Linked DNA regions of Mus musculus: all the other regions are linked to region 3. Evidence: chromatin contacts called from public promoter capture Hi-C data. All regions are on one chromosome and are shown on one strand. The core of a region is the stretch at or near the end of the contact, and the rest is flanking DNA. Distances in the headings are between cores, read along the strand shown.

Region 1 (2,934 bases), core at 403-2,902, 590 kb before region 3:
CGCTTGCTGGGCATGTATCCAGAATCCTAGTATCTCACTTAATTCACCCACGAAGACTGTCTTAGAGCTGAGGAATATTATGTAGGCTACTCCAAATTTTTTAGGAGGCAGTGTCAAGTCCTCCTCCTCCCATGGCAAACCCTTCTCTCTGGGTAAATCTCATACCTGAAGCACTCACTATCTAGCAAGGGGTACAAATGCTGCAACCACAACTTCAAAACTAGGGGTTGCCGATAGAAAGGGAGGAAGAGGGATAGAGGAAGGGCTGCCTTAGATACTCAGGGAGTGGAGAGGCTTGCAGGTGGGCACAGTGCAACTTGGTAATCCTGTTTCTGGGATTAAAATGCAAAAGAACATAAGGCCCCTTAAAAAGCTGGTAGCAACCTCTTCAGTTTTCACAAGCAGCAGTCAATACTAACTCATAGATCATAAGGATAGCTATTCTTAAGCGAAGAGACAAATCTGTAATTATAAGGTCTTTCTGTTAGTAAATCTGGTACCCAGGTGGCAGTATGCCAGTGTGCTCTCATCCAGGGAGGAAAATAACAATTTGGCACCTGGAGAGAAGGGTCAGCAGCATATGGTGTCAACCTCCATCCGGCTAGGGGCTTGAGGTGGTCACAGTGCTCCTTAGGTTACAAGCCTCTGCAGGAAGGGGCAGCCCAGACTTGCTAGCTTGTAGAAACTGAAGAGTCACTAGTGTGCCCGGGTCCCCAGGGTGTCTAGGTTAGCCCCTGACATTTCTCCATGCTCATCCTGAGGCTCAGTCAGTCTGATCTCCTTGGAGGTCCTAACTAAACCAGACACTGGCAGAGTTGGATTTTTATCTTATTAAAATAGATATGGCTAATTTGTCTTTTCAAATTCATTTTAAATTAAATTGGATTTCCTCGGAAGGCTGCTGGGTCAGTTCCCCTGCTGGAAGGCAGGACAAAGGTTAATTGCACGCCCTTCCCCAGCTCTTCTGCTCTCCTGGGCAGACTCTGATAACCTGCCCCAGAGGTAGGGAAGGCTTTGGTTTATTGGGCAATAATGCTGCCATTAGAACCATTTACCATTATGCCAGGACCTTTTTTTTTTTTTAAACAAAACAAAACAAAACAAAACAAAACAAAAATTCCAAGATATGATTGCAGTAACTGGAAAAAAATGTAATGGTGTTACCAGGTCGGAAGCTAGTTCTTTCAAAACATGAAATCAACCACTAGCGCCTGAACTCTTTGCTTCTTTAGAAGGTTCTAACTGATGCAACAGTGTACACCCTTCTGGAGCAAACTGTTCACTGATTTCAATGGGAAATTCTACTAATACTTTCACTTAATTTATCTCATTTTAGAGTGTCTACGTTCATGAAAATTTAACCCAGTAATTCCCTGTTATACAAAGCATAACAAAGTATGAATACTTAAATACAGTGTAAATAAAACACTTTATCAATTATCTTTTTGTATTCCAAATGAGTGACTTCACTTAGCATGTCTGCCTTACACAGCACCACACTATTTTTCAATTAAAAGTCCAGATGTTTCAAAGGCTCCAGTAGGCACTAGCAGTTATGAGAAATGCTTTCTCTGCATTGTAATCATCACTAGCACACCAGCTCCAGGCTGCATTAACATATCATGTTTTATTCTGTCCCCTCCTCACAGAGCAGGGAATAGTGCAGCCCAGCACAGAAGCACAGGCGGAGAGCTGGACGGTCAGTTTCCTTTGCACCCCATCCTCTGAGCTGTGCGTTCTCACATGACTGCAGGACTTTGGAGAGCAGAGTTCACTGTAAATAACCTTGCTTCTTAGCAGGAACAATAATCGGTTTGATTTTCCTCAATGGGGCTGAAAACTGAGCCCATGGCTCAGACATGCTGCACAGCATTCTAAACCTGACTGCTTCAATAATCTGTGTGTGAGAATGGGACAAAAGCACTGCACAGGCGCCTACAGAGGCGTCTAATGTGTGGTATACTTGCTTGTGCCTAATTGACACTCAAAATCAACTAGAACATGGAGTCTATAAAAGCCACCCATAGTTTGTTACAATTAAAGTCATTTATTCTCATTTTTAATGGCAGTTTCATCTCTTGAACAACAATTCACCTGTACTGAAACCAAACAAGTATAACAATTACCCTTTCTCCCATTGACAGAAAGCAATACTAGAGCCAAACAATGCAGTTCTGACAGCTGCAACAAAAATGTTTTTGCATTTAGTATTCTGTTAATTAAATGACCTCTTCACCCACAAACACAAGCAAAAGACCTATATTGTATTGTAAGAGATATTCCTATGCTTTGTCAATACAAAGTAATTTGTAGAAAATTATAGGTCCTTATCATTAAGAAAAACACTACCAAATCAAGTTCAATCCTAATTTTTGAGTTACTTTACAAAATTCCTTCCTTTGGAATGTTCTGGGAGGAGCTATTCTAATCCAGACGCCATTCAAAAGGTAAATGCTGCTGGCAGCACCCACCCTCAGAAGGGTCAAACCAGACAGGCCCATCTCAGCACCTACACAGACAGCTTCTGCTCCTTCCTGAAGGGATCTTAGGTGGAACGTTTTTAATACATCACAATGTCACTTTTTAATGTGCTCCAATCTATTAACCACATGGCAAACTAACAGGGATTTTTAAAATATGGGTTTTATGGCTTTGTGCTTGTGATTAATTAAATAAATAGTCACCATTTCACAAATCATCCCACTAATTAGTCTAAAGCAGACACTTTGCATTCGGTGATATTCCTGCCATCTGAAGCTCACAGAAGGACAGGAGCTGTGCAGCATAGGCATGTCTCTGCACTTTGGCGCCCATTGTTGTGACTCACGGCTGGCATCCCACCCTGCAACCCAGAGGCTGAGGCGCCATCTTTGCAGGTGCTGTAGTCAGCTGGAATTTGGCTCCAGCTGCTCAGAAAAGATGTTCCTCTTAATT
Region 2 (3,173 bases), core at 102-2,601, 640 kb before region 3:
CTGATAAAATCACTGCAAGCCAGTATGCTCAACTCTTTCAGCAAAGAGCAGAGTAAAAGCTTAACAGGCAGTTTCATATCTGGACTAACTTTCATAAATTCAAAGTGTCCTTTTAAGAGGTTTGAAGCAAAGGAAAATCCCCAGTCTGTATTTTTCTGTCATTTTACCAAAACATACCTGGGTGACAAGGTTAAAGCAAGCAGAGGAAATCCCTGGCCCTTCCCTCCACAGGCCTTACTGATAAATTGTGTAGTGGAGGAATAAAGAATCACCTTCTGTATTTTTTCATTACACTTTTCTTTTGTTACAGAATACATAAATCCATTGTGGCACAATGTAATATGTATCACCATGCTACACCTGCGGACGCTTCCGCGTGGCTGCCATGTCTGTGCAGTCAGGAATGATAAGTGAACCACCCGTGAATGTTAACGATAGTGATCATTCTGAGGTAACTCGGCTCTCCATCTTCCTTTACAGCCTCCAAGCTGAAGCCAGGGTAGCAGGGTTCATGAGAGGAAAATGAAAACAACAGTGAAGGAAGGAAGGGAGGGAGGAAGGAAGGGAAGAAGGAAGGAAGGAAGGAAGGAAGGAAGGAAGGAAGGAAGGAAGGAAGGAAAAAAGGAAGGGCAAGGGAGCATCGGATGCGGATGCATGTCCAGGATGTGTGCTGTCTGTCTTATTCTGGGCTCAGGACAGGGCATGCTGGGGATGCAAGCACAGACGACTGAGCACCTCTGCATCTCTGGTGGGATCCTTATTCAGGTCTATCATGAAACTCCATGTCAGAGAGCTGACTTACTGCTGCTGCCAGTAAACTCGGAGCTGGGTCCTCTCAAGTCTGCTAAGACAGTGAAGATCGCACAGGCATTTAAAACGAGCTCAGGGAGCTTAGTTTTGCGCCTCTGAAAGCCATGCAGTCACCAAAGAGGCTTCTGGGGCAGGGAGGGAGCCTGAGACATAGTCTGGCAATGAACTTGAGACCTTCCTATCTCAGCCTCCAAAGCACTGGGATTTTAAAAGTTATGTGACAGTGTCAGACTTACCACAGAATTTTGACACTAGCATTAGTCCTGGACAGTGAGTATTTTTCTAAGCAGTAAACCAAAGGTGACAGGAGACACAGGAAATAAGGACATAGGTCTTCATACTAAAGCATAACTCTCTGGACAGGAAAAGGGCAAGAGATGGACACCAAGGGAGAGGGCAGTTTATTGGGGAGGAAAGCATACAGACTGCAAGTGCTGTGCCCTGTGAGTGTAATGCTGTAACACACAAGTATGTGTGTGTAGTGCTGCAGTGAGGCCCCTTCCCTGCAGAACTGTCACACAATGGATGCTAGGCACCTGGCACTGGAGGGCGCCAAACAGTGGGAGTTGTTTCCTAATGCGGGCTTTCTGTTTGCCTTGGCCCAAGTCATACCCCAAAAGAAGAGGCCTCACACAGCCCTCTCTGCTCTGGCTCCTGTGGGAAGAATGGATCTCAGCACTCAAGCAGCTTACGGGCATGAAACTGTGTGATGAGCTGCTTGGTGGCATCATTTAAGGGCACTGTCAGCAAGTAGCCTTTGATCCAAGCATCAAAAGCTCCCTGAAGGTCAGCATTCTGGGCTCAATGTTCAAAGCTTTCCAATTGACAGGAAAACTCAGAAGCAGTGTAACTTAATGGCTTTGAGGGACAGCAGGCAATAGAAACTCAGTCACAATGTGGGGGAAATTCAGTGAGAATTAAAGAGTTTTTAAATCTGTATAATATGCATTCACCATTTAACAATCACAGAAGTAACAGCAGCAACTACTGCTTATTGAAAATTTACTATGTGACCAGCACTATTTTAATCTGTTAAGAAGCCTGCATTTAATCATTTAATCCTAAAAGAGCACATATAATTTCAGAGAAACAAGGCTGGAGGCATCAGGAAACTATCCTGAGGCAAAACTCACACTCATCCTATTTTGGAACTATTGAGAACTTAACAAAATGGTCCCTAACACATGTACAGTCTGTGGTAGAGAAGGTCAGAGAAGCTCACAGATGGCTGCTTTCTTTATAGGCATAGGGAAACAGCATACTTTGAAATAGAAACTGTACTCTTAGAGTTTTACTTAACCCTACTTTTAATAATGGTTCTTAAATGTTTAACCTCCCTTCTAGCCCCTCACCACCAGAGGTAGTGGAAAAGAAAGGTTATTAGGATATGGAGGAAGTGAACCGGTTTAGAAATGGTTCTTTGGAGCAAATCCCATCTGTGTTGTCAGGAAACCAGAACTTCAGTTTAGACGTCAGCAGCAGCAGTTTGAGCCACTGGCAAACACTTCACCAATTACCATCAGGCTAGTTCAGTAGTGCTGGGATAGCAAACATCAATCAGCAATGGTGGCACAACCTAGCAGAGATAGGCAGCCAGGCCTCAGCCGAATCAGCAGGAGGTACAAGGACCTCTGGGGATGGCAGAAGTTCTTTGCCATGCCCCTCTCAATGAAGCAAAGATCAGCAAAGATGCGAGACCAAGAAGCGTTGCAAGGAAGCCTCTCTCAGGCCATTGAGTCCTATTTATATGTCCTCCAAACATCTTGAGTCCTCCACAGGTCTTGCCTCATCACGTATCTTGCCTTGGCACATAAGTCTGAATCAGCTGACATCACTCTGCCAATCAGCACAAGTAGCAAGAAACCACCAGCATACCACCAGAAGTTTTTTGGTGTGTTTCTCTCTGTGAAGTCCCAACAAATTGTGACTAATAAACAATGGCAAGGCATACTAATACCATCCAGCATCATCCACCATCTGTTGGGTCCTTCTTAATATCATGCATCCTTTCATCTGTGTCTGCACAAACATCCTTTCACCTGTGTCTGCTTCAGCAACATTACAAACTTTCCAAAGAAAACATTTAGTTTCCTGTGTCTGCTGTGTGGACTGGACTACAGCTGCTGGTTTGTGTATGGTGTTTGCTAGTGGACTGGAATGCAGCTAGCTGACTCATGTTTGGTGTTTGTTGGCTGACTGGACTGAGAACAATGAAGACTGAAGTCTCACCAAAGAACCATTTCTAAACACATCCACTTCCCCATATCCTAATAACCTTTCTTTTCTGTTATCTTTGGTAGGTGGTGGACTAGAGGGGAGGTTGAACCCTTATTAAGTATATTGAGAAACATACATGCCTATAA
Region 3 (3,108 bases), core at 233-2,732:
GAGCTGGTTTTAACAGCCAAGTGGATCAGAAAATGCTACAATTTTATTTAATAGGCAACAGCTATGTATGTATGTATGTATGTATGTATGTATGTATGATGTATGTCAGTGTCTTAGTCAGGGTTTCTATTCCTGCACAAAACATCACGACCAAGAAGCAAATTGGGGAGGAAAGGGTTTATTTGGCTTACACTTCCGCATTGCTGTTCATCACCAAAGGAAGCCAGGACTGGAACTCAAACAGGTCAGGAAGCAGATGCAGAGGCCATGGAGGGATGTTCCTTGCTGGCTTGCTTCTCCTGGCTTGCTCAGCTTGCTTTCTTGTAGAACCCAGAACTACCAGCCCAGAGATGGCACCACCCACAATGGGCCCTTCCCCCTTAATCACTAATTGAGAAAATGCCCCACAGCTGGATCTCATGGAGGCATTTCCCCAACTGAAGCTCCTTTCTCTGTGATAACTCCAGCCGTGTCGAGTTGACACACAAACCAACCAGTACAGTCAGATATGGTGTTGATTCTCATCATGGGTAGTTAACGGGTAGGCTTTGGGGAGAGCGGTTTTCTTGGCCCAGATGATTCTGGGAAATGGCTGCCTAAACAAATGAACCAGGCTTTTGTTTGTCTTGTCTTACTATGGGACTTCCCAGAAGTGTCCATAGAGTCTCCCAAAGGTGGACAGATGGGTGTCACACAACACTTACTTTGTTAGACAGCAAGCATTCTTCATAAAATCACATATATTCAGGTCTCTAGGGATTGGAACTCTGCACTTGAGTTCTTGGTGGTGTTATCTCTGTTAGATCTTGATATCAGGGTTATGATAAACCTGGAAATATGTTTTTTTTTTCTTTTGCCTGTAGCAAGTTTTTGTTGGAGACAAGGTCTCTTTTCAAATCCTCTGTGGCTTTCGGGCAACTCACTATGTAGACCAGGTTGGTGTTGAACTCACAGAGATCTGCCTGCCTCTGCATCCCAAGGGCTGGAATTAAATGGAGCACCACTGTGCTGGGCTCTGTACCAGTTAAGAACACAGATTGTCTGTTTCCTTATGGTGCGTTTGGACTTGTTATAAACCCATTTGGATCAGTGGTGTTTCTGAGTGACACAAGTACCTGGATTGTATGCACACATTTGAGAATTGTCCCCACGGGATCTTTTCCTTGACAGCCTGCTTGGCACCATTTGCTTCAGGAGCTGACTATTTTGGAAAAGCACAGGATGTGTGACTATGAGTCCCGATGCCTGAGCAAATCCAAGCCGGCTACCGTGTGATCCTCTGTTTTAAATATCCCGTTTAGCACATGTCCCCTCCAGGGCCTGCAGGCCTGGCTGTGTAGGGGCAGGTGGTTCAGGGATCAAAGGCTGCTGATGCCTCCTTTTCTTACAGCCTGAGGGTCCTGCTCCATTTCTTCCTGACTTCTGTACCTTTCCCCAGGCACTGCAAGGGCAGGCATGCTACACTAGATCCCTCCTCAAGGCTTGCCCCCAGGCCTCTGTGGGTAAATCATTTGCCCAGCAAGAGGGGCAAGCTGAGACCTGCTCTGAGAGTGGGGTCAGTCTGAGGCCCGGCTGCACCGCATTAGGTTAGCCGGATTGTGGGCAGAGCAGAGGGGATCGCCCCGGGGTGCAGTCAAGCCTACAAGGGACAGGTGGGAAGGCGTCTCTGCAAAGGGCCACTCCGGGCCTGCAGGCCTGGGTGTCAGAGCGTCTTGCAGGGACCTACAGCTGGGCTGAGCGGTGGACGAGGGGGACGGCGAGGCCTAGCAGAGCCGAGCGGAGGCCGACTGGGGGCGGGGACCGAGGGCACCGGGGGCCACAGGGCGGTGCGCTCCCGGGCTCCGCCGCAGGCTGCACGCCCCTCCCGCCCCGGCCCCGGCCCGAGCCGCTGCTGCCGCCGCCGCCGTCGCTGCCGCCGCCAGGCCGCGCCCCGCCCCTCGCCGCCGCCGCTCCCGGGGAGGCTGCGCTCGAGCTGCGGCGCCGGCTGCAGCCGCCTGGGCCCCGGGCCCGGCTCCTCCCGCGCCGCCCGGGCGATGAGAAGCTGCTTCTGCGTCAGACGGAGCCGGGACCCGCCGCCGCCGCAGCCGCCGCCGCCCCAGCGGGGAACAGTTAAGTGAGGCCCGCGCGGGAAGACGGGCGGGGACGGGCGGGCACGGGAGGAGCCGGCCGGGCCCAGGCCTGCGGGCGGCTCGCCCAGCCCCGCGTGGGGACAGGCCCCGTGAGGGCGGCCTCCGCCCGGCGCGGTGCCGCAGGCTCTCGGGGGGCTCCGGCTCGGCCTTGCGGCGGGAGCGAGCTGGGGACTCGAGTCGCAGCAGCGCTCCGAGGGTGGAGCCAGGTGAGGGGCGACGATCTCCACCGGGGCACACGCTGGGGACAGTTCCCTTGACTCGCCTGGCCTGGGGTCCGGCTCTCAGCTGTCACGTGGGTGCGGATGAGCGCGCACCTGACCCTCAGACATCATTACCTGGGGGCACCCGAACTGTAGGGCACCTGTCTGCAAGGTGACCAGCCATCCAGGAAGCGTGGTGGGCATGTTGATTAGCCTCCCCTTGCAATGACTCCAGCCAGGGCAAGTGAAGCCCAAGGGACTGATTAGCACCGCACCAGGGACCACATCCTCAGAGACAGACACAGTGAATAAGGTAGAGCCAGGAGCATCTTTGTTTTCTTTGTCTTTAGCACACAGCTGTCCCTAAATTATCAGCCTGTTTCTTCTGTCCCCTGACCCCAACGACCTGTTCAGCAAGACAAGGCAGGCCCAAGGCAAATGGCCATAGCCCCTACTCCCTGCCCCCACGGGAGACCCAGAGCGCCTGGATTTCAGCCACATTGGCAGACAGCAGGCAAGGCTCCTCTTTCAGGGCCTTTGTCTCTGGTGATGCCTTGTTGGGGTAATCGCCTATGTTTCCCGACAGCTGGTTGGATCCTATCTCCCTTTAACAGGGCTGGCGAATCTTATCAGCTGCCTTGGGAAAGTTAGAAGATAAGCCCTATAGAAACCTATACTAACTGAAAAACTCCAAGCAGACAAGAGGTTAGTTACCGGGGATGGTGTCATCTTTCTTGCCAGCTGGGAAATCGTTTGGGGGTGCTTTGAGAACTTGTACC

The links. Promoter capture Hi-C pulls out the DNA fragments that hold promoters and counts their contacts.
Region 1: a contact with region 3 is called in a promoter capture Hi-C map of the SN4741 cell line, with 4 times the contacts expected there. The contact joins the enhancer-like site here to the promoter of Mvb12b in region 3. A contact is called at or near these places in 8 of 39 promoter capture datasets (the 3T3-L1 cell line, the SN4741 cell line, cranial neural crest and 5 more), 9 of 115 datasets of contacts at active chromatin or transcription factors (the SCID.adh cell line, T-cell acute lymphoblastic leukemia, astrocytes and 6 more) and 1 of 9 other capture datasets (embryonic stem cells).
Region 2: a contact with region 3 is called in a promoter capture Hi-C map of hippocampal neurons, with 9 times the contacts expected there. The contact joins the enhancer-like site here to the promoter of Mvb12b in region 3. A contact is called at or near these places in 12 of 39 promoter capture datasets (the 3T3-L1 cell line, the HPC-7 cell line, cranial neural crest and 7 more), 11 of 115 datasets of contacts at active chromatin or transcription factors (VIP interneurons, differentiating embryonic stem cells, embryonic basal ganglia and 7 more) and 2 of 9 other capture datasets (embryonic stem cells and embryonic trunk).

What each region holds. Positions count from the first base shown.
Region 1 is chr2:34,480,364-34,483,297 of GRCm38.p6, reverse strand. All of the region lies in intron 4 of Mapkap1 (mitogen-activated protein kinase associated protein 1), which reads right to left. Among named protein-coding and RNA genes, the nearest start is that of Mapkap1, 75 kb to the right of the region's middle. Within about 2 kb of position 1,652, at least 19 of the 459 cell types and tissues checked have an H3K27ac peak or open chromatin away from gene starts, as enhancers often do.
Region 2 is chr2:34,528,524-34,531,696 of GRCm38.p6, reverse strand. The region is part of intron 6 of Mapkap1 (mitogen-activated protein kinase associated protein 1); the gene reads right to left. Among named protein-coding and RNA genes, the nearest start is that of Gm34178, 45 kb to the left of the region's middle. Within about 2 kb of position 1,351, at least 18 of the 459 cell types and tissues checked have an H3K27ac peak or open chromatin away from gene starts, as enhancers often do.
Region 3 is chr2:33,886,320-33,889,427 of GRCm38.p6, reverse strand. It overlaps Mvb12b (multivesicular body subunit 12B), which reads left to right and starts at 1,482. Exons shown (of 10, transcript NM_175184.4): 1 at 1,482-2,108. The coding sequence starts at 2,034.